Regions from separate parts of the Mus musculus genome. Here region 2 is linked to region 1. Evidence: chromatin contacts called from public Hi-C data. All regions are on one chromosome and are shown on one strand. Each heading gives the region's core, a stretch centred on a gene start, on an enhancer-like site or on the middle of the called end of the contact. The rest is flanking DNA. Distances are from core to core; before and after follow the strand shown. Region 1 overlaps Gm32098 (a long non-coding RNA gene). Region 2 has its middle 58 kb from the start of Gm45572.

Region 1 (5,750 bases), core at 1,224-3,723:
GGAGGGGAGGAGTGGAAGGAGAGGAGTGAGGGGAAAAGGGAGGAGTGGGAGGAGGGGAGGAGTGGGAGGAGGGGGAAGAGTAGGGGGAGGGGAGGAGTGGAGGAGAGTCACTGAGAGAAATGGGGAAGTTAGGAAGACAGGGGAAGAGGAGGGTATGAAATCTAAATAATTATAATAAAATAATAATTGCAGCCATCCCTTTCCTGTGCTCCATGCTCTACATACATAGCGGCACTTAATCTTCACAACAACTCCAGGAGGTAGGTATTAATATCCCCATTTTTCAGATGAGGAAGTCAAAATGCCAGGAACAAAAAGCCTTCAAACTTTCAATTTGTGCACTAATTTCCAGGCAGCCGGTTTGCCAGGCTCTCCCCAGTCATTTCATAAGTAAATACTGGCAGCCTGGATTTTTTTTTTTTTAATTTTTAATGTTCACTATTCCAAGCTGCGGGTCAGTAACAGAATACGTGGGAAGTCTTTAGAAACAGCAATGAGAGCTTTGGAAATGGCACCACTGAAAACCACTGCTTCCACACTGGGCTTCATTCAGAGTTCAAGGCTGTACATTTTTCTCCCACACAAATTCAACAGAACGAGAAACCACAGGAATTGAGTGTTTTCCAGGTCTGATCTGGGGAGTCTGAACTTTCAGAAACAAGCACCAGGAGAAATATATTTGAAACTACTTCTCTAAACAAAACAAAACAAAACAAAACAAAACAAAACAAAACAAAACAAAACCCCGTAACCTCTCAGCTTCCAGGCTTCTGGGTCTTTGAACAGCTTGGGACTTTTAGCATACACCACATCGCTGGTGGCAGTGAGCAAAGAGTCAACAGTATAGACATTGTGGTCAAGTTCCTGATGGGACTTAGACTTGTTAGAATCTTCCAATTCAGGCACTTGTTTTTATCCAGATCAGGTATCACGACCAAACACCTCCAGCCCTGTTCCTCCACAAACTCCACAGATGGCTTCTAAGCTCTGGGAGTGTCCAAATCCCTGTATCTCTGTTACCAGACTGCGTGTGCTCCCCGTATATACCCTACAGGGCTTTCTATAAAGTAAGTATCCTGAAGGAATAGATAAATGAACTGCACAGTCTGTCTTGCTCTACGCTTAAGGTTTGAGGTTTTACGGGGGGGGGGGGGATGCGTATCCTTTTCCCCCACTGTATTTCAATTGAATTTGTCAAGAGCCTCTGTGTTGTATTTTTCCAACATGAATCACTGATGATCTAACAAATTAATTACCCATCCATCCTGCCCTGTTTGAGTGAGGTCATGGGAGAATGGATGGGTTCTGCTGACCTCCTCTGGACTGGAATGTCACAGCCCCCATTTAAGGACTCAAGTTCAATACCAAAATTGCCAGTTTAGGTTAGAATCAGACCTAAATGTATCTTATTATACACAGAGGCGCACAAATGCAATATGTCATCTTTAATGGTTCAGAACAGAGCCTAAAAAAATAGTGTCCTAGCCCAGATGAGTTTTATAGCCTTTGATATATGGCTTTCATTATTAACAATAATTTCTGTAACTGCATCCAAATTCGGGAGGACACATGATGAATATTAATTGTATTTTTTTATTTATTTTCTGCTCCCACTGGCTCCCTCTAGGGCAGACCTGCAGCCCCAGTGTCTTGGTCAGCCCTGAGATCTTACATTGTCCTGTGTGGGATTCTCATGATTCTGGGCACAGCCTACTTCTGCTTCTAAGAGTATCATGCACTGAATTTTTTTTTCTTTTTCACTGGAGAACAGGGCCTCTACTCACTGGGTTTTCTTAGCTCCTTTTATTTTACAAAGATTCCCCCCTCACACACCCTTTGTCATTATATTAAAATCTAATTGCAAGACGACTCTCCTCACCTAAGTCATCAACAAAGACCAATTATTTCTAATGCATGCAGAAGCAGGGGACGTGTGGAACAATAAAAAGGCATGCGGTAACCTAAGCCTTTTTCACAGTCAGGCTTCAAGTTCACATGTGAATTTATGCCAGTTTTGACATTAGCCGAAAAAATTAACAGTTCTCAAAAATGAAACTCTCACAAAAGGGGTTTTGTGTTTCAAGCAGAATAAATTATAGTGTGATGTTATTAAAACACTTAGTTGTTAAGTTGCCAAGAAAATCCAGTATATTCACACAGACTCGAGGACCTGTCTCCATGCAAAGTAATTAAATTAGATTTATGGGCTGCATTACATCAGTGTTTGATAGTTCATTTTTCCTTTCTTCATATTTTGCCCTGCTTTATTAGAGCATGTGACAGATGGTAAAAATAGTGTGAAGTTTCTTGGCCCTGTGCTAAATCCCCTTTCGGTTGTATATCTCTCTCCTGTCAGCTCTCCCCAGCGATGATAAATTAACCTCTCTCTTTGTATCCCAAGTGTGGCAGTAAAGCTCTCTTTTGACACAGCACTATCACTTCATCTTAATCTGTGCTGTTTCGAGGAGAGAGGAAGATGTTGCAATCGCTACCACGAGTTTAAAGAGAAGATTTATTGTGTCAGAAAAAGGGAGGATGATTAATATAATATGCATCATTATATTTTTCATTTCGTCTCATTTGTTGCCTTCTAGTTCGCAGGGGTGGGCCACCTTCCAGATTGGCATTAGCCTCCAGCCCTGCCTAGTGGGCTGAGCCTGGGGCTAGCAGGAAGAAGGTGACCATCTCCCTTCTACCCTTACCACACCACTGTGGAAGAAGTCCGGGTTTTCTCTCTGGTGACTGGAGCCAGCTTCTTGCCTTTACCAAAGATCAGCAGCACCTGGGTTGACTGACCCAAGCCTGCCTTGTAAGCAGGGGACATAAATAAGGTTGCAAGCTATTGTTTGAGGTGCACCACAAAACTAAACAAGAGGTGAGGTCATCAAAGTCCCCGGAGACACCGCTGGCAGGAACAGAAGAAACGGTGTCATAGGAATGTCTGAGCAAGGAGAAACATATTGTTATGATTATTTCTCTTATTTATAATAAAGCTAAAGTCTCTTTGAGCTGCTCCTTGGCTGTGAATTGCTTACATCTGTAAACTGACTTTATTTATTCTGCTCAAAAGGCTTTCATTAAATATCACATACTTGACAGATACCATGCATGCAAAAGATGAATTGAAAAATCTCTCCTGCTCTAGACTGTGGATACCCATTGGCCTACTACAGAGCCTGTCTCACTTTCCCACCTCCTGGCACTCAGGGTACCAGATAGGGAGTCAACCCAAGGAGAAATCCCTACAACAGGAAGGTTCTTCAATCACAGAGACCAGAAGCATTGCTGATTCTATGAGCATAACTAGAAATGTGATGGGAAAATAGTCAAAGCACAATGAGTGACCACAATCCAGTCTTTCTGATGGAAAAACCTAGATTGTTCAGAATTTGCTGCAAATGAGGTAACCGTATTCCAGACAATTGAAGTATCTTCATCCGATACTAGAAGGACCAAAGAGCAGCCCTGACCTACATATTCTTACCTACTCACCCACTGCTTCCCATCTCACCCCTCTAGGGTGCCATCTGCCCTCTCACCCAAGAAGGGCATGACACCTGTGTTTGTAGTCTGGGCTGTACTTTGTGGCCTTAGTTGGTAATTGATGGGACCGGACATGTGCTCATCAGGATTTTTTTTCTACTGGTAATACGAAACAGAGGGAGAAAAGCAGCTAATGGGCAGGAAAGAGAATGAGCGAATTCAAGACATGAGATGGCTACAAAATGCTGTAAGAACACAAAACGGGGATGCTATGGCAGAGGCAGATGTGAAAGACTGAAGACAAAAGATGCAATAAGGACTTCCTGGGCCCCGATGCAGTCTTCCATACACTCCTGTTCTTAGGACCCACCTTGGGTCTTTCAAATAAACCACCCTTCATTGCTTTGGTTTTTACGATTTTTTTAAATGATGTGCCTACGTGGGCTGTGTGCACATGAATGCAGATGCCTGTGGAAGCCAGAAGAGGTCGTCGGATCAACCAGCGCTAGAGGTACAGGCAATTGGGAGCCATCCCTGGTGGGTGCCAGGAACCAGACGCAGACCTCTGCAAGAGCAATAGTCACTCTTCACACTGAGCTACTGCACCGGCCACACATTTTGTTCTTCAAGCAACCTCTCTATTTTCTGTTTCTTGTAGCTTAGTCTTGGAGCACCTCTGTTTCCTACAAGTCCTTAGCACCATTCTTCTCTTCCACCCAAACTGATTTCTTTTGCATCACACAACCATGCCTTGGATGGGCCTATATTCTCAATGTCCCTTTACCCCAAATGTTCTCTCTCTCTTTCCCAGGATCAACACTGCCTGTCTTGGGTGCCTCCTGGAAATTGCTCCAGCCTTTGCTAATTATCTCTCCCTTGGGTTTCTCTTAAATAATCTATAAAACAGCATTTAACAACTAATTGTATTCTGTAATGTATGTTGTATTATGATACTAACCTTGTCTCCCCTGCTCAAACAAAAACCTGTGAGTTTGTGAAGGGCAGCAATGAGCCTAGCATTGTCAGTGCTAACACCTGAGGCAGGGGATGCATCCCTCAGATGGATTCCTGCATCTAGTGCTGCTGAGAAGAAGGAGATAAAAAAGCAGGAAAGCTGTAGTTTAGATAGAGCCAGAAGTGTCCTCTGCCTCTTGCTTCTCCTCTGTACTATAGAGTTTTCCTCTCTGAAGTGAACAGGGTATATGACCCCATGTTCAGCAGGATGACAGAGCAAAAACACTGCCCTGGGACACGAGAACTGTGGTTCCATTTACAAGACGATCAAATTTATGACTGCCAGAAAGGAAAAAAAATTAGGGTCCTCTAGCAGCGATCTGGGGTGATATGTCTCAACCCAAACTTTGGATGAACTAAGCATGATTTCAACTTAATTTCGGAAATCTAAATATATGGAATGCATTAGCTGATTTTATTTTTGGCAGCAGACTTAACCATTCTAATCATGTTTTGCTCCAGCGAATTTTAAAATTAGTTTGCATTTCCTAAGCACACATCAGCTGAGGGCTAGGAGGAGGAGAAGCGAGGGGGGATGCTAGAACACTTGGTGGAGATTAAAACTTTCTTGGCAGATGCTTCATCAAATGGATAATCCACATAAGGTATATGGAAGCTGACTCGAGTTGAGGTCTTGGGCCTGGAAGGATGTGATTGGAAAATGAGTGTTGTTCCACCGACTCATGTAATAATAAAGTGTTGAGCTGAGGTAGAAGGAAGGTGCCACTGACTGCCTGCATTTCTTCTGGAAAAAGCTCTTGGCTAGATACAAATCCACATTTTCTGCATGGTGGTAAGTGACCTCTACTTATTTGCAGACTTGATTAATATGTCATTCTTCCTAATGAAGTGGCATTATTACGTGAATAAAAAAAATCTGCTCCTTCTGAGAACTTGGTGCTCTTTCCCAGCCTCGTCCCTGTCTCTAAGTCTCAAGATGGATGACATAGGTCAAAAGACTTTTCCGAAGACTGGCAATAGTGATTGCCTTCTGTAGGATTGTCTACTGTGTACTAGAAACCTTATGTTTTAGACAGGACAGCCTTAGAACGATCCTGAACGTCCAGTTGACTAGTTCCCCCTACCTCCCGTTGTATATCTGAGAACACTGAGTCAGGATGCAGTCACATTGTGCTGCTTAAGCCAGTGCTCACCTGAAGTACTATGACTCAAGAAATATAGCCTTTGGCCTGGGCAATGGGACAGTGAGGCTTCAGTCACAAGTCCCCTTTAGGGGTAGGGGAAGGACTTAA
Region 2 (5,750 bases), core at 1,455-3,954, 220 kb after region 1:
TGTAATGTGGATACAACAGAAACTAAAAACCTCTGTATGCCCCATAGACAGCAAAGGATACACTGAGGTATAGTCATACCATAGGGCAGAATGCAGATGTAGTTTACTCTGGCCTTGATCTACACATGAACTAAAGACCTGTACAACATGGGTGAATCTCACCAACAATGCAGACCAGACACAAAGGGATTTTGTGCTCACGACACAGAGTGTTCATACAAAGCACAAAACAAGGCAAAGCTCACCTCTGGTGTTAGAGTGCAGGGTGTGGTTATTTTATTGGGAGGCTTGGAAGTGCCATGGAGAGGTAGAAGGACTTCTAAGGGTTTGGTAATGTTACAACTCTTCATCTGCGTTGTGGTTGTATAAGGGTCACCACTTTGTGATGGTTCTAGGAATGTATGTTTATGATTTGAACGATTTCCTAGATGTATATTTATATAAATTTGGAATCTTTTTTTTTTTTGGTTTTTTTGGGGTTTTTGGTTTGGTTTGGTTTGGTTTGGTTTGGTTTGGTTTGGTTTTTTCGAGACAGAGTTTCTCGGTATAGTCCTGGCTGTCCTGGAATTCACTTTGTAGACCAGGCTGGCCTCGAACTCAGAAATCTGCCTGTCTCTGCCTTGGGATCATTTTTAACAGGGATAATTATATGCCATGTGATACATATCATTATCTCTAGTACTTGACGTTTTTCCCATGTATGTGTTAACTCTTATGTGTCAGAGGAGGTGTAACTACTCCCCTGTAGCTGCACAGGGACACGGAGTTAGTTAATAGTCAGCCACGCCTCAACCCAGGTTTTAGGATTCCAAAAACAGTCTACTATATTCTGCTGTTTCCATTTGATATCAAAACCTCAGCCATAACCCCTATTCTTGGCAAGACTGACCAAATACGCCTCCTCCTCACAGTTAAAAAAAAAAGACAAGATTGATATTCAAGACATTTTTAAGCCATGAACTAACCTTAATGTCTTGACAGCTCTCTAGCGGGCATTAGCCAAACTCAACACTTGGTTCTTTGGCCTTGCCTGTATAAGTCACTCTCAGAGAAACACCTCATCCAGAAGGCACTAACTCATCATGGCAGCCCCCCCTTCTACCAGCCTTCCAGACAGCCTCTGTGATGCTGACCTCATGTCTAACAATACAGCCTTGGCAGGAAGATGCGCAGGAACTCCTGGCCCATTGTTGCTGTGATGATTTATGGAGCTCAACTCTGGACAAAAAATTAAGATGTTGCAAAACCATATCCCATCCAGAGGACAAAGCCATCCCACTGGGCCGTGCGCAACTCTGGAGACTGTGGGTGACTGTGTTGTAGAAAGCCTAACATCACAGGACTGTGAAATTGAAAGGGACTTTAAAGTTCTACTTCTAAGGCAGGAGACCAATAAAGACTGTACTGCGAAAGCACTTTACACGGTGCCAGGTCTGTTCTCAATTCTCAATTGATCTTCCCGAAACCGTTTCAGGTAAGATGTAATTATAAACTCTCTTTGAGGGGCAAGGAAATCAGAACTCAGGCAATTTGTAAAGTTCCTAAATGGTGACCTCCCATAATTAGTCCCAGGTTGGTTGAGTCCAAATTCCAATCTTTTTCTAGACCACACTGTATACCAAAGTATAGCTCTAGAAGGATACCTGAAGATCATAGTCACTTCTTATCCAGAAGCCTTAGTGTCAAGACAAGTAGAGCTCTGAAAAAAAACCCAAATAAAGAATATGAGACCTCTAGAGCTGAGCTGGTCCCCCCACTGAGTGTCCCTGGCGTTTATAGAAGTATACTGTATTTGCAGGGCACTCTCTTCAAGTTTATAAAGTTTTTACCACTTCCAGTGATTTGTCTGGTGTGGCTGTGGCCTGTGTCTGGATCAAAAGACAAAGCTGCAAAGTGGATGGAGAGCATGCAGAACAAACGTAAAGATAGCAGCCTTGGCATCTTCTACCCCTTCTCTCCCCGTTGCCTACGCTGCCTTCTGGGTACCGAGGCTTCAGCTGACAAAGCAGCCGCATTCCTGCTCTAGCTCCTGGGGAGCCATGCAGCACAGCAACTGAAAGGTAAGTCATGGAGTGGGGGCAAAGAGCCCGGGAAACTCACAAAGGTTCCATCTTCTCCTCTAAGCATCTTGATGCCTCTGCTGCATGCCTGCCAGCAAGAGAACCTCTGGAAAGAGCCTCAAATGATAGTTTATAGTTCCTGAGCCTCCCCCAGAAAATCCTCTGCCCAGTTCTTCTCAGCAGAGGAAGTAGAGCCATGTGGGACTCAGTAAGAGGCACCCTTATTTCCCTTCACCACCCCTCCTAGAGAGGCGGGTCCATCAAACTTAAGAGGTTGGCACCGCACCGTGTATAGATTGCATGTGGCATGCACTGATTTAAGGACACGTTTGCTTTGTGACAGCAAGCTGTCTTATTATAGTGAGCCCCAACCAAGCAGCAAGAAGGAAGTAGGCCTCTTCTGTCTACACAGGAGAGGAAGTCTAACTGCTATAAAGATCTTCTTGTCTCAGGAATGAGCACTTCCTCCCTGTGCTCTGACTGCTCCATAACAAATTATCTTCTTTGAGCAAATGGAAACAAGCAAAGGTTTAAATCCTGCTTCTGCCTGGCTGTCCAGAAGTAGGCCCAACTTGGTAAACATGGCCCGCTGGCTGCAGGCACTTATAGGCCCAAAGCCAAACTCCAAGTAGCCACTTGTTATCCTTTCCTCTTGGAGTTTTCCAAAGCTCTATAGATTGCACCCAGAGGCTCTGCTCTTTCTGAAGGTCACACGAGCTCACACAACAGCCCTGGGTATGTGTGGGCTTAACAGAAAGGATGCAACTAAATCAATGTGTCTGCCTGCTGTCATGGCGAAGAGAGCTGAGCCAGGCTGGTTTGGGAAGGGATAGATCCACAGACATCAGGCGCTGCCCTGTACAAGTTGTTCCCTCGTCTGAGGGGATGATTCACCTGCCTGTTGCTGCCTCCGTGATCCAGAAGAAAGATATGATCCAGGCCTGGAAAAGCGATGTCTGAGCCCTGCACCAAACAGCAGACATCCGTCAAGCTGTACACATTGACATTTATTGACTGTCTGTAGACAGAGGCTGCACCGGGAGCTCTGAGGGACTGCTGAAGATCTGGCTCAAAGGAAGGAACAGCAATAGACTCTTGCCTCTCCAGGGCACACTTTCAAACCTGAGGCCCTGTACAAAGGGTTGGCCTAGCCTAACCAGGCCAGCTGCACACAATCACACCTGGCATCTAATAAACATATAATATACTCAAGGACGGGGTCCTTTTGTTTGATGGTTTGCAACCAGACAAGTAACACTCCTATACTGGGCCAATTCAGAAAGAAGTGTTTGTGCTGTTCTGCCACCTGGGAGATTCTAGTGGCCTCTAAAATACAGGCACCAGGCGCGTTGGGCCTCTTAACAATGTAGAAAACAATCACACACGAAATATTCTTCTACTCCCAAAAAGTATAGACAAGTCATCCCTTGCTCGGCCTTGGTTCTCAGCTTGTAATCGTCTTTCACCCTGTGAATACATTTCACACTTTCGTGGCAACATTCAGTCTGGAGGATGTGTTAGCATACACTGTGTTAGCTGAAGTGAGAACATGTGACCCAGGGGTCCCAGGCGTGGCCCTCAGATGTTAAAATCCTGCCTGGGTGGCCAATAATTTGTCCTTTCCCCCGTGGAGTTGTTCCGAGAATTCAATAAGGTTATGTATATTCAGCCCTGGGCTAAGTATGCACACGTAGTTTTTACTGTTGGAGAAATGTGTGCCCAGGAATTTGGCTTTTTTTTTTTTCAGTTGCCAACACAGTACAGTAAGGATGAAGTAAAGACTAGAATCTACAAAATTGGGCTTCATGACTGTAGTGTTGATTGTGTTGGTTGGTGGCACAGCATACGTTTAGCATGCCGGAGACCCTGGGTTCAATAGCCTACTTCATACATACCACTCAAAACAAACAAATCTGCTTCATCCCCAAGTCTGTTTTTGCCCGTGGGATCACAGACCCATCAGATTCCTTCTCTCCATCCCATCCTTTTACACTTAGGAGCAACAGCGATCCCCTTTTCAGAGGCTCGTGAGGACTGACCACAAATAGAACGGCTGAAGTATAACCACTGTCATGGTGCTAATAAAGAAGCCAGCACATCTGGCTAGACAGGACCTTCTGAAATACGATAGCTCATCTGAATGTTTCTGCTTCCCCTTCAGCTACAATGACATCATTTCCTCTGTGATTAAAAGGACCAATGCAATAACATCAAGAGTTGTCCAATCTCACTAATAATTAAGGCTGCATATGAAAATAGCAGGAGACTAGTATTCATAGAATATTGGCAACCATTCAAAAGGGAGGTGATGTCCAGTGTTAGTGAGGGAAATGGGCTTTCTCAAATACACAGTGGGTAGGAATATTGATATAATATTTCTAGAAGGCAATGCAGCAAGATGTACCCGAAAGTACACACCCACATCCACCCACCCATACACACACACACACACACACACACACACATATGCACCCACAAATCTCACCATAGTTTTAATTCAAAGTTGTAACAAAGATTTTATTTTAAATTTTTCACATGCTTTGTTGTCTCTTTAGCTGAATTTGAACACTTAGCCTCTTGACATCCAGGTAGAACGTGGGGTGTGTGCGGGTGCATGCGCGTGTATTGACCAGAAGGCTATCTGGGTAAAAAACCCTTGCTGCTTTTGCAGAGAACCTGGGTTTGGTTCCCAGCACCTATATGACATCTGATAACTCTAAGACTCCAGGTTTAAGAACCCAATGCCCTACACTGGCCTCCATGGGCATTGAACAGCAGGGGGTGTGGATATGTAGTACATGGATGCAGACAAACACTCACACACATGAAATCTCTTAAAAATATGTTAAAGTGTATATGTGTATGTGTAGACTCTGTTGCCCACTTGTGCCATGGAGAGATAGTCACATACAACCAAGGTACCAATGAAATGGAGCAAGAAAACAAGTCTCACATTTCTGGTTCCCGTCTTTTAAGCTCTTTCAGGCCTGAGTTAAGGCTCATTGGTCACAGATGCCACACAGTGTGATCCGGCCATTCTGGCCTCAGTTCCAAGTTTTCTAATTTGAAGGTGGCAAGTTGACATCTTCCTTCTTCCTCTTTCTCCAGTATGCTTCTCAGATGGGTCTATTTCTCCAAGGAGTTCTGACATAAAGAGAATTAAACATCTGAAAATTAAAAACCGTTCTGAAGGGTTGTTTTCTCTAATGTCACAAATGTTATTACAACAAACAATACTGTAAAAATGAGATTTAATGTCATAATCTAATCTAGTTTTTATCTTGTTATGGTTTTGGGACTACACAGTATGTTTAGTTCCTAAACAGGATATAAAGATGGAGCGCTTTTCTGTCAGTTTGTCAGGCTGACATTTTCTACCATCACACACATTACAGTCAACTTTCCTTCTGTCTATTTAACTGTTTGAATGTCTACAGTAAATTTTGAACCTAAAATAACCACTCTTCACTGCCATGGTTACGGCAAGCCTTCAGTCTTACCATCACAGATGCACATTTTAACATCAGCTGACTGGTGGAATGTCAGCAAAGACAGCGCAGAAGACATCCTCTCTCCAAGCTCCACCCGGAAGCCCCATCTCTACTTCAAAGTTTATGCTTAGCTATTAATAAAACTGCCTTCCATGCCTCACTCAGAACATGTGTGTCTTATGACTACACACAGTGCAGA

What was found. A called contact is a pair of places that touch in the nucleus more often than the background predicts.
Region 2: a contact with region 1 is called in a Hi-C map of uterus, with 3 times the contacts expected there. The contact joins two enhancer-like sites. A contact is called at or near these places in 3 of 39 promoter capture datasets (embryonic stem cells, liver and pre-B cells), 8 of 484 Hi-C or Micro-C datasets (bone marrow-derived macrophages, cardiomyocytes, nephron progenitors and 1 more), 4 of 115 datasets of contacts at active chromatin or transcription factors (T-cell acute lymphoblastic leukemia, bone marrow-derived macrophages, differentiating embryonic stem cells and 1 more) and 3 of 9 other capture datasets (bone marrow-derived macrophages, embryonic tail and embryonic trunk).

The regions. Positions count from the first base shown.
Region 1 is chr8:26,687,663-26,693,412 of GRCm38.p6, forward strand. The region is part of intron 2 of Gm32098 (a long non-coding RNA gene); the gene reads right to left. Among named protein-coding and RNA genes, the nearest start is that of Gm32098, 8.1 kb to the right of the region's middle. Within about 2 kb of position 2,474, at least 43 of the 459 cell types and tissues checked have an H3K27ac peak or open chromatin away from gene starts, as enhancers often do. A contact at or near this core is called in bone marrow-derived macrophages and uterus, where this site is marked.
Region 2 is chr8:26,905,292-26,911,041 of GRCm38.p6, forward strand. No RefSeq gene overlaps it. Among named protein-coding and RNA genes, the nearest start is that of Gm45572, 58 kb to the right of the region's middle. Within about 2 kb of position 2,705, at least 27 of the 459 cell types and tissues checked have an H3K27ac peak or open chromatin away from gene starts, as enhancers often do. A contact at or near this core is called in bone marrow-derived macrophages and uterus, where this site is marked.